Regions from separate parts of the Mus musculus genome. Here region 1 is linked to region 2. Evidence: chromatin contacts called from public Hi-C data. All regions are on one chromosome and are shown on one strand. The core of a region is the stretch at or near the end of the contact, and the rest is flanking DNA. Distances in the headings are between cores, read along the strand shown.

The links. A called contact is a pair of places that touch in the nucleus more often than the background predicts.
Region 1: a Hi-C map of embryonic fibroblasts shows a contact between it and region 2, with 1.8 times the contacts expected there. The contact joins two enhancer-like sites. A contact is called at or near these places in 4 of 484 Hi-C or Micro-C datasets (the C2C12 cell line, DN3 thymocytes, embryonic fibroblasts and 1 more), 4 of 115 datasets of contacts at active chromatin or transcription factors (astrocytes, embryonic hindbrain, fibro-adipogenic progenitors and 1 more) and 2 of 9 other capture datasets (embryonic stem cells and embryonic tail).

The regions. Positions count from the first base shown.
Region 1 is chr5:111,879,455-111,885,674 of GRCm38.p6, forward strand. No RefSeq gene overlaps it. Among named protein-coding and RNA genes, the nearest start is that of Gm29935, 11 kb to the right of the region's middle. Within about 2 kb of position 2,282, at least 79 of the 459 cell types and tissues checked have an H3K27ac peak or open chromatin away from gene starts, as enhancers often do. A contact at or near this core is called in embryonic fibroblasts and fibro-adipogenic progenitors, where this site is marked.
Region 2 is chr5:111,672,309-111,678,669 of GRCm38.p6, forward strand. No RefSeq gene overlaps it. Among named protein-coding and RNA genes, the nearest start is that of Gm36434, 12 kb to the left of the region's middle. RefSeq lists an enhancer at 2,765-4,097. Within about 2 kb of position 3,238, at least 102 of the 459 cell types and tissues checked have an H3K27ac peak or open chromatin away from gene starts, as enhancers often do. A contact at or near this core is called in embryonic fibroblasts and fibro-adipogenic progenitors, where this site is marked.

The DNA.
Region 1 (6,220 bases), core at 1,032-3,531, 210 kb after region 2:
CCCTGAGCTCAGAACTTAGTCTGATGGGAGCCAGGAACAGTGACTTACCTCCTTCTACCCCTGCCTGTCTGGTTCGCCACCTTACCAGAGCAGCTCCTTCCCTGCAGGAGTTGAGTTCTTTTTGTGTGGCTATAGGGGGTGGGGGATGAGGGGTAAGTGCAGTCCGTATAGTCCATATAGTGGTGCCATGTAGAAGTGATTTTCTCAGGGGTGACTTGGACCTCAGGTCATACAGGTCAATAAGCATTGGCTGAGCCAGAGAACAGAGAGCTATACTGACTGACAGACAGTGCCAACATTGCTCTGGCTTGGAGGCACATCCTGTGAGCTTTCCCAGAGGCCCTTGCGACCTTGCATGTTGACTGGTGGCTGACAGAGATATGCCAGCTTTGAGACCCTAGGAGAAGTCACTTGAGCTCTTTGGCCATGGTATCGGCTTCCTGGTTAGTACATCCCTGAGAAGGCTCTGATGCAGCTCAGAAAATGATGATGACTGCTGGCTTATCCCAGGTCACATTCATGGCAAGGCAATGGTGCCATTCCACAAAGGAGGCCACTGTGGAATGCACACCACTGACCTGGGTCTTCTGTAGGTGGAGGACTCATCTCAGGCACAAGACACAAACAAAGCATTGCAATTAAGGGTGGCACCTTGGACCAAGGCTTCAGGAGACGCTGGATCCAGGCTCCAGAGCTGGAATGGGGAGCAGTCCCTCCCTCCTCTCTTCCACAGTCAGAGCTGTCCCAGTGTTTCTCCATGTTTGAATGTCAAGTGGATCGTCAGGGAAAGGCTTGAGCAAGGCACAAATCTCCCCCCCCCCCATCCAGCCCATTGCATCCTGAAGGATAGCACTCCTGCTGTAAGGACAGACATGCTGGGCTGGAATCTTTGCCCAGCTGTGTGACCACAGGAAAGTCACCTCCCCTCCCAGTCTCAGCTGCTTCCTGGAGCTGCCCTGATTCACCAGTCAGGGAGGCTGAGGTGCCTGTTCACGGCTCAGCACTCAATGGGTGTTTAAGGAATGTAGGGCAACTGGGTGACTATGAATAACTCCATGGACCAAGGGCTGGAATGAGCACTGGGAACAACTGAGAATGTGTCCTGACATCTGCACATTTTGTTCTCACGGTGAGTAGGACTATCACAACCTCCAGTGTATGCTTGGGTGACCTAAGAGCTAGGGATGGAGAAGAAGCCAAAAAACCAGGACTAAGAGGCTCTGCCAGTGTCTAGTAAACACAGAAGTGGATGCTCACAGCCATCCATTGGACGGAGCACAGGGTCCCCAATGAAGGAGCTAGAGAAACTACCCGAGAAGCTGAAGGGGTTTGCAGCCCTCTAGGAGGAACAACAATATGAACTAACCAGTACCCCCAGAGCTCCCTGGGACTAAACCACCAATCAAAGAAAACGCATGGTGGGATTCATGGCTCTAACTGCATATGTAGCAGAGGATGGCCTAGTTGGTCATCATTGGGAGGAGAGACCCTTGGTCCTGTGAAGGTTCTTTGTCCCAGTATAGGGGAATGGCAGGGCCAGGAAGTGGGAGTGGGTGGGTTGGTGAGCAGGGGGTGGGGGGAGGGTATAGGGGATTTTCAGAGGGGAGACTAGGAAAGGGGATAACATTTGAAATGTAAATAAAGAAAATATCTAATTTTTAAAAAATTAAAAAAAAAAAAAACAAACCAGGGCTAAGACTAAGCTGGTTTGAAGCACCGGTACTTACAACTACCAGATATGACTGGAAAAGGGTGGAGGAGCTATGGCTGTTCATGTCTCTGTCCAGGGATGGCTTCGTGTCTGTCTTGTGAAGACAGTAGCTAAAGCAAAGAACACCGTGAAAATGGCTGTTTTCATACTATTCCGGCACTTGGGGCACAGAGGTGCTGAAAGGCCCCATCCACAGAGACAGCAGAACCCAAAGGATCCCCAGGACACCAAAGGGTCTGGACTCCCATAAGAATAGTCAGCCAGGGTCACACAGGTGACACTGTAGCCACAGGAATTCCTGGGTGAGCCTGCACGGGCTGTGCAGTACTTCAAAACAAATGTTTGAATTTGTTCCTAGCCTTTGAAACCTAGGAACTTTCACATTTGTTCCACATTCTGTTTGGTCTCAGGTTGGGGCAGCCATTCGATGTGGGATCTTGAGTCCCTGTGGGCTCAGCACAGCGGGACACCATTATGCCAGCCAAAGGCACAGGGAGGAAACCCAGGATTGCTTTTGGGGTGGAGATGACTCACAGGACGAGCATGCAGCTTACAGAGCTGTTTTTACAAAACAGAAATTGAAGTTTCCATGACACGTGGCCACCCCACCCAGTGACCACAGGCTTGAGAGCAGCTGGCACAGAAGGATCCAGGGCAGAGTTGGTTGGGCACCAGCTGCTGCTCAATGACATATGTCAGCTCAGGAAAGTACTGCCTGGGGACAGGGTCAAATGGCAACACGGGGGAGACTCACAGCATTTTTTTTTTTTTTTTTTGAGACAGAGTTGCACTGTGTAACCCTGGCTGTCCTGGAACTCATTCATTGACAAGGTTGACCTTGAACTTACAGAGATCCACCTGCCTCTGCCTCCCAGGTACTAAGATTAAAGGTGTGTGCCACTGTGCCCAGCTTCAGGAATGATTCTTGAGGCCATAAAAGGGTAGGAGAACCAGGGATTTTATAATAGCATAACTAACATATGACCCACCCACTCACTTACCCATCCATCCACCAATCCACACATCCACATCCATTTATCCATCCCTCTATCCACCCATCCACTTATCTACCAACATAGCTACCCACCCATCCACCATCTATAATCCACCAATCCACCCACTCACTCACCCATCCACCTAATCCACATTCCCAGCCACCTATCCACCCATATATCTCACACTCCTCCACCTACACACTCACACACTCATGTGCCTGCACACCCATTCATCCATCTACTTAGCCACACACTCAACCACCTATGTATCTAACATCCATCATTCACCCATTTACCAACTCATTCACCTGTCCCTGCCTCCATTTACACACACACACACACACATGCACGTGTGCAAAGACACACACAGACACTTAAAGACATACACAAACACAAACACACACAGACATACACAGTCACACAAAGACACACAGACAAACACATAAAGACAGACATATACACAGACACAGAAATACGCATACACAGATACACACACAAACACATACACAGAGACACACACACAAAGACACACACAGACACACACATTCACACAGACACACACACAGAGATAGATACACACACCTCCCCATTTATTATTTATCTGCCCATCTACCCACCCACCAACCTTTCCACTGTCCCCTTCTTCCTCTTTTGTGCCTTATGCCTATGCAAGGACTGTGCACACATATTCTGTGTCCTGTGAGGATACAGAAATAAATAAATAGGTACAGGCTACCCTGGGAGACAAATACCAAAAGGCTGATCACAGCTGAAGACAGAGGGACAGTGGTACCCATTGGTGACTTAAGGACACTTTTTTCTTATCCTGGGCATTGACTTAGTGAAGTCAACCTATAAGGGGGGGGCATAATATAAATAATATGGTTTTTACCTGTGAAAAGAATGAATCTGGAGAAGAAAGAAGATATGTTGATATGTAATGAACGAGTATGTCTGGGCAGAGAGGGGAGGGGAGGGAGGTGAAAGGAAGAAAATGTCATTTCTAAGGAGTCAGGAGTGAACTTTACAAGAAAAACTCTGGCCACCTTGAACATTCAGAGAAGTCTTCCCTGGAGATGGGCTATTTGAGCTGGCGTGCAAAGGATGGATAGGAGTTTTTGGTGCCGTGTGCAATGGAGGACACAGACTGCCCCAGGATGCTAGTGGAGCAGAGGAACCTCAAGCCCTGAGTTCTGTTCCCAGCACCATATACATCTGGCATAATGGCACATGGCTATAATTCCAGCCCCAAGACACAAAGTACAGAATTTTAAGGACATCCTCGGCTACACAGTGTGTTTAGGCTACCCTATTCTATGTGAGTTTTATTATTCTGAAAAACAGATCATTCTCAGAGCCAGCCCTGTTCCAGCAAAGTCATTTTCATCCCATCCACCAGCCCAGTCTAGGAGTGAGCTGCCCAGTACCCCCGGGTCTCTAGCTCTTGACAAGATGAAGATTCCGAGAAGTCGAGACACCAGCTCAAGGTTGCACAGCTATAAAGTGCTGACTTAGGAATCTGAGTCTGTTCTTTTGACTGAAAAATCTATGTTGCAGCCTGTCATGAGGGGGCTGGCTGGGCCTCCACATACATTTGGGCAAGGGAGGTTGTTTAGAAGAGGCACCAATTAGACAGAAGTGCAGGGCAAAGCACAGGCTTTAAATCCCCACTCGAAGAGAAGCAATCCCTCTCCACAGGCTTTCCCAAGAATAAAGGGCCCTGGAGACATGAAAAGGAAACTCATAAAAAAAATCGTCTCTGGGTAGTAATTGTATCATAAAAGGTATCGAGTTAGAGCACACGTGCACACTCCAGCTCACCAGCTCACTCTCATCCCGTATGGGATGAAAGCGCCCAGTCAGACAGGGTGCCAGCATCCCTTTCATGCCCATACCACAGAGATTAAGGGGTGTGTTCAAACCATGGCTGCCAACAGCTGAAGCCTACCCCGTTGCTTACTGGCACCTGGGTATGCTTTTCCCTCAATAAACTGAGCTCCTACTTCCCTCCATGTCCCTCTACCTCACCTCACGTGAACCTGCCGATCCCAGGAAAATGCAGACAGATCATTGTGAACTTGAGGGGATAGGCTGATTGCTTGCTGGCTGGGGTACATTCCAATATGAATACCTACTATGTGCAGAGCAGGCTGTCAGCTCTTGTGAGGTGAGAGGAGACTGGCTGGAAGGGGACCAGTGATTGGCCGTGCTGGTGAAGGGAAACAAGGAGGTCAAGTTCAGAGGCAGCTGCCCAGAGGTGAGCTGGATTGGACAAGCCTGACCAGTGCAGTCTGGGAGTGGCAGGGGATGAATCTGAGGTTTAGAACATTCTAGAGGATGGTGTACCAAACAGGGCACACCCCTAACTTGGATTAAACAAAGACTCAGCTTCTTCCCAGACTCTGAATGAATGGATGCACAGATCTATCCTGGACGCCTGGACCTATCAGAGTGTTTTAACTGAAGTTCAGAGGTGGATGTTCTGAGACTGCCTTTGGTTTGCAAATGGAGTTCCATGGCTCCCTGTTCCCAGCAGGCTCTTGTGGGGAGCAGGCCTGCGATGGCTTAGGTGGGGACATTACAGAGTAATGATACCCAAAGAATGCACTATGCAGTACTCAGTTTTCTTCTGCACATCAGAGCAAAGGGGAAACAACTTCCAGGGCAGGAGGGTTTACTCCAGCCCAACCTACAACACCATGAAGCAACTACACTCTGCCAACAGCCTGGAGACAGGTCTCCCTAGCTTGGTTGAACATCTTTGGACACACCCTGAGATGGGCTAACTGCCTAGGCACTCTTGGTCTGATCCAAGGACAGTCTTAATCAAGTGTCTCAGAGGGACGAGCTCACCCTTTAACCTGATGTCTAGGTCTGAGTGCTCCATGCTGTCTATCACTGTGGGGTCAGCCAAGCACGGCTAACTCTTGCCTCTTGCTGCCCTGTACACCAGCCCCTGGCCAAGACATTCTGCTTGTTCAGCAATCTGTCCTTTTGCAGACCTGAATTTATATACTTCCTTTGCCACGGGGCTCTGTCTGGACCTCATGAGTGTCTTTAATGCAGCTCACCCTCTGGTGTTTCCCTCAAGAACTCTGACCCACTGAGAAGGAGACCCTGAATTTGATGACCTTTCTCCTAGATCCAAGAAAGCAGGACAAGTCATGTCCAATACCAAAGTGGCCATGGGGCAGGTCCCCAAGAGATGCACACTTAGGCAAACAGAAACCAGAAAGTGAAGGAGAAATGGATGGGTAGGGGAAAGGGAGGGGGATGAGTGGATGGGTGGATAGATAAGTGGGTGGATGGGTGCACTCGCAGGCCAGTGGACAGAGAGGTGAGTAGGGAGGAAGGTAAGTTGATGAGTAGGCATGAGAGAGTAAAGGATAGATGAATGAGTGAATAAATGAATGGATGAATGAATAAAAGGATGGATGAATGAATGGATGGATGGATGAATGGATGAATGGATAAATAAAGAGATGGATGGTTGGATGGATGGATGGATGGATGG
Region 2 (6,361 bases), core at 1,988-4,487:
CAAGGGACGCTAGCTGTTGGGGAGGTCTGTGGTCTGTGGAGGGATTCTGCTGGCTGTGGGGGTATGTCTGACTGTGGGGAGCAGTCAGGGAGCTGTGCGGGTTCTGTAAGCTTGGGATGCTTCAGGGTGTGTGTATGGGGGTGCTGCAGACTGTGGGGGTGCCTATAGGCTGAGGGACCATTTTCAGAATAAGCCTGAACCAGGCAGGCCATGGTGCTCTCCAGGGTGTGTAAGCAAGGTGTTGAACGCTGTGATTGCAGACAGCTGATCAATTAGCCGCAAGTCAATCCTGATTGTCAATCTGCATATTCAACCAGGAGCATTAATTATGCACATTTATGCATCCTGCAGTTTTAACCCCAGACCTGCCTGAGAGCCTGGAGGGCGGGGCTGCACACTACAGCATCCAATGGGCATTGTGTTTGGTGGAATACTGCCTTCCATCTGCCAGTGAGCTAGTACAGAGCTGTATTTCTGATTTAAATGGTTGGGTTGTAAGGTGGCAAGCAGGCATCCAACCTGTAGGCATGCCTTGCATGGTATGAAGAATGACGTTGTTAAAAAGTAGCACTGTGTTCGGTGGCTACATTGTATCTTCAGCCGCCCCCCAGTCCTGCCCATCCCTGCAGCCATTTTGTTTTTGTGTTCCCTGGAGTTAGACCTCTATGATTTTCCTGTGCTAGACTCCACTTTCCACCCACGTCCTCAAGTGTTTCCCTTGTACTTTGCCTCAGGAGTGTCCCAAATCCTTAAGATCTGGGGGCACAGAGCGATCAATTAACATACTTGTTGGTGGGAGTAAAGTGTCATGGGGCGATGGTTTCTGGGAGCCGTGGTTACTCATCTTGAATTTTGCAGATGAACAAATAAAAATCCACAGACGGCAATGGATTTATACTAGCCTGTCCAGCAAGCCAGGGAGGACTGAAAACTAGGACAGATTTTAAAGTCAAAGTGTCATCTACACTACTCCCTGCGGAACCTGGCACAGAGGTGGAGCTTGCAGAGTGCACAGGCACAGTCAAATACTAAAGGCACCGACAAACCTTGCAGAAAAACAAAGCATTTTACTTGTGTAGAGGGCAGCTGTCCTCAAATTGTGTTTGACCTTAAAATCTGCTTGTGACTATAGCACCTAAGATGTACTATACATTAGGGCTTTTGATGAAGCTACTTACAGACCCACACTGGAAATGACCAAAAAAATGTGTTAACTATAAAATGGATTATGAAAGTCCAGTGTGTGGCACATGCCTTTAGTCCCAGCACTTGGGAGGCAGAAGCAGGCGTATTTCTGCGTTCAAGGCCAGCCTGGTCTACAGAATGAGTTCCAGAACAACCAGGGTGACACAGAGAAACCCTGTCTTGAAAAAACCAAAAAGAAAAAAAGAAAAAAGAAAAAAGAAAAAAGAAAAAAGAAAAAAGAAAGAAAGAAAGAAAGAAAGAAAGAAAGAAAGAAAGAAAGAAAGTCTAGTGTGTTCACATGATGGAAAATCTAAAGCAGTGAAAATCTTAGCCCCATAGGACCTGTGTTCTGTCCCCAGCACACAGGGCAAGAGCAGGGGATGGTGACATGTGCCTGCTATTGCAGCATTGAGTAGGCAGGGACAGGGGATCCTTCAGTTTGCTGGACAGACATCTTAGCCTAATTGGTGACCCCAGGTTCACTGAGAGATCTCGTGAGGGAGTGATTGAGGCACCAAAAGTCCATCTCCAATAGCACCTACATGCACACAAATGTCAAAAAGCCAGATGGCAATGGTGACCTGGGCCAGCGTGACATTGCTGTTCTGGTTAAATAAAACCCCGCCTTGCTCTTTTAGGTTATGGAGTGTCACAGGTAGGCAGTGAGACAGGAGAGCCACAAACCTATTTGCTTGTCAGTCATAGGTCATGGACAATTGTGGGGTTTTGCACTTTCTGTACTCAGTGCACAGGCATACACTGCAATTTGCACTTTCAGTCAAAGGCACGGCAGGAGTATAGCAGGGGCCCTGATAGCACAATGGGGATGAGAAAGATGATAGCCGGGTGAGTAACCTGAAGAGTGCAGGCCAGGGCACAGCAGCAGACCAACACATAGCAACAATGTTTCCCTGGACATAGCAGCAGTGCAGCCCAAGGCCTGGCAACAGTACCACAGCCCAGAGCACTGCAACAGTGTAACCCAGGGCACTACAACAGTGTAGCATCCTAGGGCCCAGCAGCACTGCAGCCCAGGGCACTGCAACAGCGTAGCAGCTCAGGGCACAGCAACAATGCAACATCCCAGGGCACAGCAGCATTGCAGCCCAGGGCATAGCAACACTTCAGCTAAGTGTCTCTCTTGTTGTAGCTAAACACAAGCCTACTACCTTGCACAAGCAGGCAAGAACAATAAGTTATATTTGAAAGGAAGCACTGCACACAAGCTATATTATGACGTTAGCGTGTGATATAAATTCTTGCTACTCCAGAGGCTGAGGCAGGAGGATTGCTTAACCCCCAGAGTTTAAGACTGTTTTGGATAATACATAAAGACCTTGTCTCCGAAAAAAACAGCAATATTTTAGACACAATTGTGTGTAGTCCACAATACTTTGTAAGGGTGAGAATGAACTCACTGTGTGTGTTTGCCTACGTGTTTGTTTGCTGTGTGTCCCAGGTTGGCCTTTAACTCACCACCTTCCATAGATCTCCAGGGCTGGGATTGCAGGTGTGAGCCACCAGCGTTTGACTTTGTACTTTTGACTTGTTGTAGGGTATACCAGAACTTATACAGAATTTCTTATGGGAGCTTTGATCTTGTCACCTGCAGAAGTCATAAAAGTTGCTCAGCAAGGTTCCCTATGATGTGGCTCCCCTGTCCCCCGTCAGTACAGGCCTGTGCAGTACAGCTGTTGGAGAAAGACATTGATAGTGGTTCTGCCTCAGAGAATGAGCCACAGAGTGGTAGCAAGCAGAAGGTAGAAAGGGGATGTCATGAGGCTTAGCGGGTGGCCATACCACCCTGCATTCCCTCAGTGCAAGGACCTCTGGCTCTGCAGCAGCCAATCGGGGCCTCTTGACCCGTGGTGTTCAGAGCAGTGGGGACAGCTGGGACTCATGGGGCCAGTGGGGGAGGCTGGCCAGAGTTGGAGAACCCCAGAAAGGCAGCCAGCAACCATCCAGGGATGGAGTGCCAAGGAATGGTAAAGAGCCCTGGGAGCTACCTGGCCCTATGACCCACTTCTGGGGTTATTCCATGTAAGGTAAACCTGGTGGCAATGACCCTGTGGCAGGCAGAACCCTAGCTCTCCAGGCTCCAGCCCTCTGGCCTCTCCTCATGTTTTCTGTCTGGCCAGCCATGCCTGGCCGAGCTGGGGGAACACAGGCCCCTTCAGAAGCACCTCCCACCCCCAGTCTGGGGACCAGCAGAGCCTTGACAGGCTCTGGAGGGAAGCGGGTCCCAGGCCCAGCTGTGTAAATGTTTTCGGTTTTCCTGCTGAGCCTCGGGCTTGAGTCTGTGCCAAGACAAGCCTGGCCGCAGTTTTCTTTGGCAAGGGTGAGGCTTGGGAATGTCGGGGAACTTTCCAAGAGGGATGGTGTGTCTCAGGCCCTGGGGTGTCTGGGTGTACTGTGCCATCCCTGAGTGTTGTATCCCTGTTAGATTCCCGAGCCAAGGCTGCCTGGTGGGAGGGGGGCTGCTCTCTCGCAGTGACCCCTTCCTCCAAGGAACAGTAAGGGGTGGCTGGAGGCTCCAGGCAGTTCCTCCAGTTGCCATGGTGTGGTGCTGCTGCTGATGTTGCCGGTGGTGGTGGTTACCAGAGTCCAGAAGAGCTTGCAGGAGAGGTGTGGACTCTCACTGGACCTACTCTGGGAAACACACCCATCTAACCATGGTGGGGTTCTTGCTTTGGCTTGGGTCCTTTTGGCTGGCTGTGACATCAGAGCCTTCTGGCTGGATCTCACAGGAGGGAAAGTCTGGAGGGAGGGCTCAAATGGCAATGGCTACTTCCAGGATTGGAACTGCCTAGGAGTGAGGCAACATGGAAGGGTGGGGACTGCAACAGGCAGGGAGATGGAGTTTGAGCTGGTTCAGCAGGGCAAAGTATCTTGGTTCTAGCTGACAGTGGCTCTCAGTAGGCATGATTATGGTGTGTGTGTGTGTGTGTGTGTGGTGTGCATGCATGCATTCGTGTATGTGCATTCATGCACACATGTGCATGAGTGTGCGAGTGCAGTGCATGCATACATGTGCTTATGTGTGTGCGTGCAGTGCATACATATATGTGCAGGTCTGTGCATTCGTGCCTCTGTGTGTGTGTGTATACATTTTCAATATTAGGGGTAATTCGAGGGCCTCCTCCTGCAGGCAAGCACTCCGTTACCATGGAGCTATCCTTACCTAGCCTTCCTTTTCACTTTTTTGGAGACAGGGTCTCACTAAGTTGCCCAGGTCAGTAGGGGTCAGAGTGTTCCTCATCTGGCCGTGCCCCAGTTCTGGTTGAAGTCGAGGGCCTCGGCATGGGGTGTTTACTTCATTCATTCGTTTATCAGTTCACACACTCACCACGCCTTTCTTTAGTCCTACCCTGTGCTGGGTGTCCTACCTTATACTCTGCTGGGTTTAATGAGGCTGCAGACAGGGTGTAGCTAAGCCACTATTATTTTCCATTACTGACATGGAATGGATATTACTGACATGCATCCATTCCCTACAGCACCCTGGGTCACACATGGCCAAGAAGGGGCTGGGAGTATAAAAGAGAATCTTAGGAATCTGTCTTTGGGGTAGAGCCTAGACTCATGGGTCTCAGTGAGATGCTCTAGCCTCCTACATGACCACAGGATTGACAATTCTGAGGTAACCTGTGTCATGGACTACAGTGTGACTGGCATAATAGTCTCTGTTTTCCAAGTGCCAGTAGCACTGGGACATGGGGTCAGAGTGAGAGTGGTGCCCACTGTGGCCCCCAGCCATGTGACATGTCCCACAGCCTCTGTTCAGGAATCAGGACTTGGCCTTCAAAACACTGAACTAGGACAGAAGGTACTGATTGAGCCAGGGAGGGGTACAAGCACCGAGTTCTCAAAGAGTATCTCTGGTTCCTTCCCTTGGTGACAATTCTTCCTGTGGGGAGTCCATGGCAGGTGTGGGTCACATCCCTCCCTGTGCATACAAGGTCTACAATGCGAAGATTTTGCAGAGCTCTGCCTTCAAAACTGGCACAAGCCAGCACCACTTCTCCATCACACAAAAGGAGAAACTGGGGTTCAGGCAGGTGAGGTCAGGTGGCTGATGAACACAGCAGGCCAGGCTGAGTCTTGTCTGAACAGCTTTAGGGTGCATGCACATGTACCCTCACAGTAGGAAAGTCACAGAACTGGCCGGGCCTGTCCATATGTCTCCAGCTATGATGGAAACTAGGGTTCTCTGCCCTCCGGTCCCTTTTCTGGGCAGGCTACAGGCCAGCACCCCCAGAATACCATCCCCACTCTGTGTCCCCCACCCCACCCCAAGCTCACCTTACCGTCCCCTCAGTGTCACAGAACTCTGAAATGATGGGTGTCCTCCAGGACAGTCCTGTGGCCTTGGCCAGACTGCAGTGTGGGCACCACCTGGGGGCCTCTAAGGAGCCTGGCGGGGATGGGAGAGAAGGCTCTTTCCAGCATAATGAAGCGGGAGGAGACTGATAGAAATGCTAATTTCATTACCCATGTGCATAATTACAGTCTCCAAGTTGGCAGCTTGCTAGGCAGTGACAGGAGGCAAGGGGAAATTTACCTAACTTTTGAGAGATATGTGTGGTGTGATTAATTCACTCCAGGCCACCGCACAAGACACCCAGAGCCCCCACCTTTTCAGTAAGACGTGGCCTCCCTGTCCACCATGGTCAGGTTGGACAAGCTGGAGAGTTGCCAAGATGACAGAATTTCGCAGGGTGTAAGAAGGAAGCGTGGGCAACCTGGTGGTGGGAAGACAGTCTGGAGGGCTGCCTGAGAGAGGCAGCAAGCTGGTCTGGAAGGACAATGGGACAGTTGGTTTGGGGGGAGGGATGGTGTCAGTTGGTGGTCAGGATGGATGGAGAAGGCTGAGAAGGCGTTGGGGTGCCTGTTCAGGTCCATGTGATAATGGGGTGTGAGCATGTTCAGTGGGCTGGATACTGCTGCCCTTGCTCAGATCATACCGCTGAGGGCTGGGAAGGGGAGGGCTTCTGAGCCCCATTTGGTGCCTGACCCAGGTTGGACACCCAGCAGGGGAAGCTGGGGCTCCAAGCAAAGACTCCTCCCCCTAAGATGGGGACATTTGGAATGTAAGCCTCTGAACAGGCAGGAGGGGCCCACAGGGGCCCTGCATTAACAAAGCAGCTCTGGCCTCCCCACCACATGGGGGACTTCA